2 separate regions of the Capra hircus genome follow, and region 1 is linked to region 2. Evidence: chromatin contacts called from public Hi-C data. All regions are on one chromosome and are shown on one strand. Each heading gives the region's core, a stretch centred on a gene start, on an enhancer-like site or on the middle of the called end of the contact. The rest is flanking DNA. Distances are from core to core; before and after follow the strand shown.

Region 1 (5,871 bases), core at 1,735-4,234, 86 kb before region 2:
CGGGCCCCCCCGAGCAGGCGCAGACCGTGGTGCACCACGTCCTGGACCTCCTGTGGCTCTTCATGGAGGTGAGGCCAGGACGGGGGGAGGTGTGGGGAGGTGTTGGAGAAGGCCGCGCGGACGGCTGGCCTGAGGCTGCCCTCGGCGGCTCGCCGTGCAGCCTGACCCCCTTTTCCAGGACTACGAGGTGCAGGACTGCCTCAAGCAGCTGATGATGTCCCTGTTGCGGCTCTACCGCTTCTCGCCCATCGTCCCTGACCTGAGCCTGCAGGTGGGAGCTCCCGCCCCAGCCCTGAGCCCCCTGGGTCTCTCGCGCCCCCTCTGAGCACCCTCTCCCCACAGATCCACTACCTGCGGCTCACCATCGCCATCCTCAGTCACGAGAAGTCCCGCAAGTTTCTCCTTAGCAACGTCCTGTATCCTCCCCATGCTGCCAGGCAGGCCAGCCCTGCGGTGCCCGCTGGGGTCAGCAGAGGCCCTGGGAGGGCGGTGTGCCTTCAGCCAGGGCTCCCCACAGAGGCTCAGGAGGGCCAGAGCCACCTTGTTTCAGGACTCAGCCTTCCAGCACTTTCTCTCCAGAGCAGGGAGGGTAGCGCTATGCAGAGGTGGGTGAGGTGCCACCTGCGCCTGCGCTCTTCAGCCAAAGCGTCGCACTTTTATCTGTGGTCCATGGTGGGTGTTCATGTGAGATCTTACGGAGTCAGCTCTTGTTTCCAGAAAAACATGGAGAACCGCTCCATGTAGCAAAGAGTAGGAAAGAGAGCGTGGTTTCGGGCCCCTGGCTGGGAAGCCTGTGCCGGTAGCTGTCCTGTCTCTCTGGGGTCCTCAGCCTCTAGGAGGCAGGAGCAGATGGAGAGGCCACAGCCCTCCGCCCAGCTGTCCCAGCATCTTCTACTCCTGTGACAAGCCGTGATCAGGTGCTTGCAGGGAATTGGGCGGGGAATTGATAACCACAGCCCTTTCTCAGGGCAGACAGGCACACAGCAGCCACGGGCCCCTGGGAGGGAGGTGGTCAGGCTCTGGGAGCGCTTCCCAGGGGGACTCGCGAGGGTGTCCGGGGCCCTAGTGGTGAGCGGAGCTCTGCCTTGACGACCACCAGCTTCGATGTGCTGCGGTCCATCGTCTTCTTTTACATCAAGAGCCCGCTGCGTGTGGAGGAGGCTGGCCTCCAGGAGCTTATCCCGACCACCTGGTGGCCCCACCGCTCCCCCAGGGAGGTGAGCGTGCCTGAGGCGGGTGGGCGTGGTCTCAGCGAGGGCTGACCCAGGCTGTCTGGACCACCTGCGCTTGGCACACGAGGCCGCTTCCTAGTCTGAGGGCTGGAGCAGGGCTCTCCTGGGTCCTGGGTGAGTCTTGCTGTCTCAGATCCCCCTGCCCCTGCCCAGGGCAAAGAGGAGGTGAGGGAAGAGACCTCTGAGGAGAGGCTCCGGCGGCGTGCCTACGAACGGGGCTGCCAGAGGCTCAAGAAGCGCATTGAAGGTTGGCCCCCAGCCTCGGGCACTGGGTGGGGGTGGAGGATTTGTGTGCAGGTGTACTTGGGGCACTTGGTGGAAAGCATGCTTAGGTGGGACACAGGGATCCCTGGTGGTGGAGCCCTGATCCAAAGCTGCTCCCCCCGTCCGTCTCTGGGAGCCTGGGGCCTGGCCCGGCCTGAGGGTGTCCTGCTCCCCACCCCATCTCCAGTGGTGGAAGAACTACAGGTCCAGATCCTGAAGCTGCTGCTGAACAATAAAGATGACAATGGGGTGAGTGACTCCCAAGCCTGCCTGCATCCCTGGTGGGGAGGGGGCCAGACGGGACCCAGAGACCCAGAGGGCAGGGCTGGCACGGGCCCTGTGGCAGGGTGCAGGGCGCAGGCTGGGATGCTCCGCTGGGTTCAGCATGGGCCAGCGTCCTCAGCTCCTCACAGCCTCAGCTTTCCTTCCCCCAAAGGGTGAAGCTTCCAGGTACATCTTCCTGACCAAGTTCCGAAAGTTTCTGCAGGAGAATGCCAGCGGCCGGGGGGTAGGTGTCCCCACCACGGCCCCCCGGCTGTGTCGCGGGGTTTGCACCTGGCTTCGGGCACTGTCTGCTCGTCTCCTGCTGCCCTGCCCTCCCCACTGAGTCCCGGGTCCCAGGGCAGGGCCTTGGATGAGGAGCAGGCTGGCCTCTGGGCCACACAGACGCGTGTCTCACACCCGTGTCTACAGAACACTCCCATGCTCTGCCCCCCCGAGTACATGGTCTGCTTCCTACACCGCTTAATCTCGGCCCTGCGCTTCTACTGGGACGAGTACAAGGCTTCAAACCCACGCACCTCCTTCAGTGAGGGTGAGTGTGGCCTGGGCCCCACGTGGCAGACGCTGGGCAGAGCTGGGCACCGGGCAGCCCCTGGGCATTGGCTGAGGCCAGGGCTGGGGGTGCTGTCCCAGGCCTCCTGCCTGATGGAGCCCTGCTCCCTGGGGCATAGTGTTTGCTCTGATGGTCCCCAGCTTTCTGTCCTCCACAGGCCCCTTTCCTCGGTCCTTGCCCGCCCATCCTTTCATCAGGGATGCCTTGGATGGGCTCTGAGGTGCTGGGGCCTCTGCGTTTGTGTGGAACAGCCCTAAGGCTCAGTGGGAGCAGCCTAGATTGGGGGATCTCCCACAGGGCTGGGTCAGGGCCCTCTGATTTTCCCCTGGGTGACGCACAACCATGCCCCCTTCATCCCAAGCTGTGCCGTTCCTGGAACTGGCCTGAAACGGCAGAGGCAGGAGTGGTAGGGGAAGGCTAGTCAGGTCGGTGGCCTAGGCCAGGGGTCCTGCTGGGCTCTGACTGCTGGTGTGACCTCGCAGAGGCCTACGTCCCACCCCAGATCTTCTATAACGGCAAGGTGGACTACTTCGACCTGCAGCGCCTCGGAGGCCTCCTCTCGCATCTTCGGAAGACGCTCAAAGGTGCGCGTGGGCCCGTGGGTGGGGAGCAGGGCAGCTCCTGAGCCAGCCCAGCCTTGACTGCTGAGCTGCGCTATGTCCACCAGAGGGCGCCCGAGCTTCCCACCTGCTCAGCGGGGAAGATGTGGCTTTCCCTCCTCTGCCTCGGGCTGTCGTCCAGCTATTCCTGCCCCTGCACCCACCCCAGAGGAGGTCTGGGAGCTCTGTCGTGAAATCCGGGGCTGATGGATCGGGGCAACCTTGGGGTCTTGGTGAGGGGTGGCATGGGGTGAGGTGGCGCGTGTTTGCTGCTTGAGCGGCTTTCGAGGATGAGCACAAGCGGCTCCGGTGCAGAGGGCTGAGGGCACGGTGTGAGCGGTGGCAGAGGTGCCAGCGGTGGCCTAGCACGGCCTGGAGAGCTGTGCCGGAGAGGAAAATGAGAGGCGGGAAGCGGTGGGAGACGAGGCCCGGGAGGCTGCAGGGCGGAGTCTGAGGGCCTGTGGGCTACAGAGTTGCTGGAGGCTCCTTCGGGGACAGGGGTAGCTTTGGAAGGTCCTGAAGCAGAGGAGCAAGGTTGGGGTTGGGAGTCTGCATTGTAAGAAGCTCCCTCTGGACGCTGGGATGTGGAGGGTGGAGTGCAAGGGCCCAGAAAGGAGACAAGGGAGCAAAGTCATCCAGGCAGCAGAGGAGATGGGAGGACGTGGGGGGGAGAGGAGGGGTCAAGGATGACCCCAGGCTTCCTGCCAGAGGCTGTGGGGTTGAGGCCCCCTCAGGAACAGGAGCTGCAGGAGAGGGTAGTGCGGTGTGTTTGAGGGCTCAGCGATGCAGCCGGGACGAAGGCCTGGGCTGGAGGCGGAGCTGTTATGTCTGGCTGTCAGAATAGAGGTGGAGACAGGTCTGCAGTGAGGCAGGGACAGCTCTGGATCAGCTTCAGTTTACGGAGCAGGACAAGGAGGAAAGTCAGAGGCGTAGGGGGGCCCTGGACAGAGTGAGGTCATTGAGATAAAGACAGAGGGAGTGACGGGAGAGCCTCCTGCCTCATGCAGCAGGACTTGCCCCACGAGACCCAGGGCCTTGGGGTGCAGAGTGAAGGCTGGGTTGGAGCAGGTGGACGGCAGGGTGCAGGCACCATGGTCAATGTGATTCCAGCACCTTCTTGCTGCCCTGAGCAGCTCCACCTGTGACCCCTCTCCCCTCCACTAGCCTGAGAGCCTTCCTTTCCTTCCTCCTAGATGACCTTGCCTCCAAGGCCAACATCCTAATCGACCCGCTGGAGCTCCAGGCGACCACCATGGATGACCTGGATGAGGATGAGGAGCCAGCCCCGGCTGCGGCCCAGGTGCCGCGGTAGGGGCAGGCGGGGGCTTTGTGTTGGGCTGTCCCTTTAGCATCAGGGCTGGAATGTCACACAGGCCATCTCCCCATCCGTGCCAGCAAGGAGCTTGTCACCCGGCAGGGTCCCGTGCTGTAGGGGAGGCATGGAGGGCCGGTGTGTGGGAGGGCTGCCAGTTGCTGAGGTGATACGAGACCCCGGGCCTTGAGAGGCACAGTGAATGCTGGGCGGGGGCAGTTGGAGGACGAGGTGCAGCCGTGCGGTAAACAGGGCCCCGTGGGGCCTATCCCCCAGCCCACGAGTCAAGGGAGCCCCGAGCGGGCCCAGGCCCTGGGATCGTTGAGTGGAGTCTGGCCTCCTCTCTCCACCGCAGCGCCCCATGCAGGCCTTGGCCGTGGGGGGCGCACTGCCCCTGCCTCGGCCCGGCTGGCTCAGTTCTCCAACCCTGGGCCGAGCCAACCGCTTCCTCAGCACCGCAGCTGTGAGCCTGATGACCCCACGGCGGCCCCTGAGCGCCTCGGAGAAAGTGAAGGTCCGCACGCTGAGTGCAGAGCAGAGGACCCGCGAGGACAGTAGGTGCCAGGCAGGGCCAGGCGGGGCCCCCCTGACAGAACCTTCTGTCCTGTGAGACTCTCGCACGCAAAGCCAAGTGCACCCGTTCCCTCCTGGTCCTGTGGCCTGGCAGCATCTCAAGGGTATGGGAAGTGCACTCTGAGGGCGGGAGATCGATGCTACAGAAATAGGTCCTGGAGGCAGGACCTTCCCCACCCCCACCCGGCTCCCACATTCTCCCTGCAGGTCCCTCCTGGGGCCTGAGCCCGGGCCGCGGGCGAGGGCTCCCTTCTGCTGCGAGGCCCCTCCTGGCTCCATAGGCTTAGACAAGAACTGGAATGGCCCTGACCCTGTCCTTCCCCTGTTCCCTAGTCGAGGGTAGCCAGTGGAATGAGGGCCTGCTGGTGGGGCGGCCCCCTGAGGAACCTGAGCAGCCCCTCACCGAGAATTCCCTGCTGGAAGTCCTAGATGGCGCCGTCATGATGTATAACCTCAGTGTGCACCAGCAGCTGGGCAAGGTCTCGCATGCGTGTGTCACGTGTTGTGTTTCTGTGTGCGTCTGTGTGTGCCCATGAGCCCACTTTCTGCAGGGGTGCCTGGGCACAGCTGTGCATGTGAGCATACGTCACAGCAAGACTAGTGTTTCTGCCAGTGCCCTTTGGGCCTGACCCAGTTGATTTCTGTGGGAGGGGGCTGTCCTCCTAAGGTGACGCATTTGGTGGGGCTGGGGTCCGGGCTGTGTGGAGAACCCTGTGCAAGGTGCCCAAGGGTCCCCCTGGACGTGTGGTGTCTGCTGTCCGGTGCTCTAGATGGTGGGAGTGTCCGATGATGTCAACGAGTATGCGATGGCCCTGCGGGACACAGAGGACAAGCTCCGCCGGTGCCCCAAGCGGGTAAGGTGGGCGGGCGGGTGGAACTTGGGGAGAGTGGGCTGTGGCAGAGGGCGGCTCGCTCGCTGGGGGTCCCCAGGGAAGCCCACGAAGGAAACCTGCTCCCTGCCCCTGAGGGCTGCCCAGCAGCTCCCCTGTCCCCACCCCCCGCCCGGGCCGGCCCACGGCAGTGAGAGTGGGGCCGGCAGCAGGCCCAGGTCCGGCC
Region 2 (5,656 bases), core at 3,089-5,588:
CAAGTCCTCACCCAAGTTAGGACTTAAAAGAGAAGTCTTCTGGGAGAAAGTGTTCTTGAAGCCAAGCCGCGGAGACTAGCAATTTGGCTGGTAGAGTTGAAAGCTGAAGAAGGGGTTGTGACAGGTCACTTGTAGTTGCTGTGAGTTCCCTGTGTGTCTAGACCCTGGTTCACCCATTTGCTTTCCTGCTTATGGCCTTGCACCGTGCCCAGGTTACAGACTGTGGACAAAGCTAGGTGATAAATCGCTCGTTAGAGTCTCCCTGTGAGAGGGCACATGGCTAAGGGCGGAGTTTCCGGGTCTGGGTCTAGGTGAAGGTGCCCCCTTTAGAAAATCATGCAAGTCAGTTTTTCGAAGTGAGTGCAAATTTACCCTCCCAGAGCCAGGAAGAAAAGACTGTATCTTTTTTATTTCACATAGAAATCTGCCCCCTCCTCTCCCTACTACCATTGACCATCTCCTGCCCTGCCTGGCCCAGGCCATGCCAACAGCAAGTCAGAAGCAGGCAAAAGCCTGGGCGGGCCGAGGCGGCTTGAGAAGCCTCAAGACTTTGGTGCTTACAGTCAACAAAACACCCCGGTCTGAGGACCAGAAGTAGCCCAGCCACATCTGATCATGGCTATAAACGGAAGTCTGGAACAAGGGGCAAGCCCTGCTGGCAGGAACACTGAGCTGATCACGTCAGCCCCGACAGGGAGACCCAGTATGATGGAGGTGGAGCAGGGTGTGTGCAGGAAAAGTAGGTTTCTGGGCCCCACTTTCACCCCCATCTTCTTATTTATCCTTGTCCACTGGGCTGGTCCTAGAAGAGGAGCCATGCCTGCCAAACCCTCTGCCAAGCCAGTCACCAGTCCTTGGCCTGTAAGTCAGAGGCATGTTTCTGGCCACCGATCAGACTCACTGTTTTCACTACCATAGGAAATTGTCCAGCGTGGCCTGGGAGGGGGTGGGTGCTGTCCTGGCCCCCAGTTTCTGCCTAGCCCTGCCCTTGGGCTTTGGTTTAACTGGCAGTGGGCGGATCATAGTTGTGTCGGTCTGAAGGAAATGTCAAGGAAGAGGCCTACAGAGAGGACTGGAACGCAGGGCTCAACCTTGGGGGTGGGCAGCGCTGCTACATGGGGCAAGGTCTGGCTCTGCCCACCTGGGACTGCAGCCACCAGTAAGTTGGGGTCTGGGGGTACAGGTGAGGGATGATGTGGGCACCATAGCTTAGCTCAGCCCAACACCACAAAATAAGGATACAGGCTGGATGAATTTTGTTCGGCCTCCAAGTCCATCGAAGCCAATCCTTACCTAAAGCAGAAGGAAGAGGTAAGTGGGCTGGCCTAATGGGCGAGGGCCACCCAGCCCCACCTGCAAGAAGGCAGACACTTTTCCCTTGTGGGAAACCACACTCACTGCATCTGTGCTGCGGCAGGGCTCTGCCCTGACCCTCTTGGTCTGTTTCTGGCCCAGGAGAGCATTCCGGATGAAGACGGGGAACGCGCTAGCCAGCTCCTCATCAGGCTCCCCCAGACAGCGCTGGCCCCCCAGTGAGAGCTGGGACTCCTGCAGAGGGGACCCCAGAGCCAGGCTCGATGAGACAGGTGGCAGCAAAGAGGGGGGTGGGAGGCATGTGGGAACAGGATCAGGATCTCTGGTGCCTCATCCGGAGGCAGGAAGGACAGGCAGTAGGGTTCCCAGGGTCCTCCAGGAGTGAGAGGGCTCCGGCAAGACCCTGACCTCTCAGAAGACCAGCTTCATACACAGTCCTGGCCAAGGATGGAGGGTGACTGCCTGAACATCTTCAGGGGCCTTACCTGCCTGGGGCCTTTGGTTATCTTCTTGGGAACATCCTGAACAGGAGAACTGCAAGAGAGAGATGTGAGGATTAATGAGATAAGCAAGAGAAGGGCTTTGTATAGAGTGAGTACTCAGGAGAGGGAAGAAGAGGTGGCTGGAACCAGATTCATGTTCAAACCTAGGTGACCCTCAGTGCCCTGTCAGCCACTCAGAGCTATTAGCACAAGACCTTCAGAGATCTCTTAGCCATCCTCCCTCCAGGCTGTGGAAGGGCCAGGGACTACCACTTACTGTGCTTTCTCAGGGAAGAGCCTCTTGGCAAGGCCATGCTGGGTGCTGGAGGGCTGGGATGGGGGAGTGTCCACATTAAAGGTGGCATTGAGGTCAATATCATCGCCAAAGGCTGGCCGGCGAAGCTTCAGGCCCACCATCTCCACAGGAGCTGGGCTATAAGGCAGAGACAGTTTGGATACTCAAGATCACAGTGGCAACAACCCCTCAAGCATTAGAGATGGATCAGCTCCAGGGGCCTGGAGCTCACACCTGGTTTAGAGCTATCCTTCAAGGAAACCCTAATCTCTCCAGAAAAAAGAGATTAGTCCTTGGCTTGGTCCTTCACACAGTAGAAGTCTGGAGACATGCAAGGAAGAAAGCAGAAACCCACAGAAAATCCAAATACACAGATGAAAAACGTTTTGTTCAAGAAGCCTCATTTCTCAGAGTGCATGCAAGGATCCTGTCAGAGAGGTGACCACAGGCTGAAGGAGATGGATGTTCCTTCCAGTGCTACTTATCATGGCCAGTGGACATATTAGAGACTGTCCAAACAACTCCCCTAGGGGGCTGGCACTTTCAGAGCTTGAATATGAGACATACATTCAAGTAGTGTTCCTAGAGACTTCCCTGGTGGTCCAGGGGTTGGGAATCCGCCGTGCAATGCAGGGAATGAGGGTTTGATGCCTGGTCAGGGAAGATCTCACATGCCACAGCTGGGTGTGTACATCCTGGGGGGACCAGGGTGTACACAAGCCTCCAGAGCACCTCTGAGGCCCCTGGCACACAATGGCATCTGAATATGAAGCAGTACCTGTGCAGAAGACAGTAAGCTCATTTCTGCTGAGGAGACTAGGGAAGGGAGTGCAGAGGACAGTGGACCCTTCAGTGTGGAGAAGAGCTGGGGGACACAGAGCAGGAGGACACAGAGCAGAGGGACACAGAACAGGGGCCACGGAGCAGGGGGCCACGGAGCAGGGGACTCGGAGCAGGACACGGAGCAGGGGACTCGGAGCAGGACACGGAGCAGGGGGACACGGAGCAGGGGGACACGGAGGCAGGGGACCGGAGCAGGAACGGAGCAGGGGGACACGGAGCAGGGGACTCGGAGCAGGACACAGAGCAGGGAGACACAGAGCAGGGAGACACGGAGCAGGGGGACACGGAGTAGGGGGACACAGGGAACACGGAGCAGGGGGACCCGGAGCAGGGGACACGGAGCAGGAGGACACAGGGAACACGGAGCAGGGGGACACAGAGCAGGGGGACACGGAGCAGAGGACACGGAGCGGGGGGACACAGGGGGACACGGAGCAGGGGGACACGGAGCAGGGGGACACGGAGCAGGGGGACATGGAGCAGGAAGACACGGAGCAGAGGACACAGGGAACACGGAGCAGGGGGACATGGAGCAGGGGGACACGGAGCAGAGGACACGGAGCAGGGGGACACAGGGGACACGGAGCAGGGGGACACGGAGCAGGGGGACACGGAGCAGGGGGACACGGAGCAGGGGGACACGGAGCAGGGAGACACAGGGGACACGGAGCAGGGGGACACGGAGCAGGGGGACACGGAGCAGGGGGACACGGAGCAGGGAGACACGGAGCAGGGAGACACGGAGCAGGGGGACACGGAGCAGGGAGACACAGAGCAGGAGGACACAGGGAACACGGAGCAGGGGGACACGGAGCAGGGGGCCACGGAGCAGGGGGCCACGGAGCAGGGGACTCGGAGCAGGACACGGAGCAGGGGGACACGGAGCAGGGGGACACGGAGCAGTGAGGACACGGAGCAGTGAAGACACGGAGCAGTGAGGACACAGAGCAGTAAGGCAAGGGGTGTCCTGCTGCGAGGGGCAGTGCAATTGGCCCGAAGCCTGAAGGTCCACCCCGCCCACAAGGCCAGCTCCATGAGGGCTGAGTGCAGAGGGTCCTGGGAGGTGTTTGGCAAGGGACTGGTAGGATGCCCAGGGGTTGCTATGCTTGGCAGATGGGAGGAGTAGAGGATGGTCCCAAGCCTCACACAGAGGTGGTAAAAAGGGAAAGGGTCAGGGAAGCAGCTCCTAAGTTAGATGGGCAGGCTCCAAGCAAACGAGTGGATGCGTGGAAAAGGGACCATAGTGATTTTCCAGCATTGAAAAGTGACTCGAATAAAAGTGGCTGGGTCGCTGGGTTGTGTTTTCTGTTCGGACCACCAGCAGGCCAGCCAGGCCTGAGGACCCTCTCAGCCTGTCGGCTTCCGGGCGGCCACAAAGGCAGGGACAGCCATCCCTCGGCCTCTTGGCTCCCTCTGCTGGCAGCTCTAGTGTGCCGGTGCTGGGACCAGAGGAGAGCTCTTTTGGTGGGTGGCTTCATGTTTGCTTCAGAACCTGGGGCAGGCAGATGTATCAGGTGGGCTGCTTCATACACAGGATGCTCCTCCCCTTTCCCTGACCATCCCCAGGGCCTTTCTGGCCTCTCTTTGTCAAAGCCCAGGGCCTGCCTCAAAGCTGCGTTCCAGCTCAGTCTTGGCTGTCACTCAGGCCAGGAGGTCCACAACCTTCAGGCCGACCTGGGCCACCTACCCCCCAACAAAGCCAGAAAGGGTGAAGACACCCTTACCAGGGAGCTCCTCCAGCTTGGAGTCCCTGTTCCACCCCAGAAGGTCAACGAACCTCTCTAAAACAAGGCGGTTGATAGTTTCACTGTCTCCTGGTGGCAGCTTCAGGGTTTCCTGCAGTATCGTCAGCTTTTTTTTCAGGCTCTTCAGGAAGGAAAGAGAAGCGTGTGAAAGAAAGACTGAGGCACCAAGTCCAGGGTGGCCACCATGGGCAGTACGCATGAAAGGCAAGCCCACTGGGACCAGAACAAGGCCTGAAACTCAAATATCAGGCTCAAGAGGCCAGGACCACCTGACCTCAGAACCCCTCTGGCGGTGACCTCCTCCGGTGACCTCCTCCTCCTCCTCCGGGGAACCCCCCTCCTCTGGTGACCTCAAGGATGCAGGTACAGGACAGACTGTCAGCAAGATCCCTGTGCTCTCTGTCCTCTGCTGAGGAGCCCAGGCTTCAGACCAAAGGCCAAGATTCCTGTCCTGACCCACCCTGAACCAGGAGGATACAGGGAGCCCAGAGCTGCGACCACTGACTGCTACAGGGTTTGTAGGCAGAACTCACCCAGCCCACATCTTGGAGGGCACATAAACCACCCTTCCTTCCCACCTGCTCGCCGATGTTCCTCACCGCGATTTCCTTGTCAGCACTCTGTAAGTCCTTCTGAGACGACCTCAGCTCCAACTTGGCCTGGTCCAGTTCAGAGCAGACTGTCTGCAACTGCAAAAAAGTGTAAGGAGCGAAGGATGAACACAGGGCTGGCTGTGTGCCCCGCCCCCACCTGCTGCTACACTAGCTCGTGGGAGCCCAGACCCAGGAGGAGCGGGGGACACAGGGAAGACCTGAGCTCCATGGGGCTGGACCTTTGTCTTAGTCTGGCAGTGTTCATCTGGAACAGTCCAGGGCTCCTCCCTACATCTATGCCCTGACATGCACCATGCCCAGAAATAAAAGCAGCTGTGTTGACTGATTCAGGTTTCAAGAGGCCTTCTACAGGGAGTCAGTCCC

The links. A called contact is a pair of places that touch in the nucleus more often than the background predicts.
Region 1: a contact with region 2 is called in a Hi-C map of blood, with 2.1 times the contacts expected there. The contact joins two enhancer-like sites. A contact is called at or near these places in 2 of 5 Hi-C or Micro-C datasets (both in blood).

What each region holds. Positions count from the first base shown.
Region 1 is chr22:50,571,049-50,576,919 of ARS1.2, reverse strand. It overlaps RNF123 (E3 ubiquitin-protein ligase RNF123), which reads left to right. Exons shown (of 39, transcript XM_018066654.1): 13 at 1-68; 14 at 179-271; 15 at 343-416; 16 at 1,100-1,217; 17 at 1,386-1,479; 18 at 1,684-1,745; 19 at 1,933-2,004; 20 at 2,190-2,310; 21 at 2,814-2,915; 22 at 4,124-4,230; 23 at 4,598-4,796; 24 at 5,149-5,294; 25 at 5,586-5,669. Among named protein-coding and RNA genes, the nearest start is that of MST1, 11 kb to the left of the region's middle. Within about 2 kb of position 2,984, at least 3 of the 5 cell types and tissues checked have an H3K27ac peak or open chromatin away from gene starts, as enhancers often do.
Region 2 is chr22:50,486,348-50,492,003 of ARS1.2, reverse strand. It overlaps TRAIP (E3 ubiquitin-protein ligase TRAIP), which reads right to left. Exons shown (of 15, transcript XM_005695941.3): 9 at 5,279-5,368; 10 at 4,712-4,800; 11 at 2,074-2,229; 12 at 1,800-1,848; 13 at 1,399-1,548; 14 at 1,243-1,293; 15 at 1-1,035. The coding sequence ends at 910. Among named protein-coding and RNA genes, the nearest start is that of UBA7, 6.2 kb to the left of the region's middle. Within about 2 kb of position 4,338, at least 2 of the 5 cell types and tissues checked have an H3K27ac peak or open chromatin away from gene starts, as enhancers often do.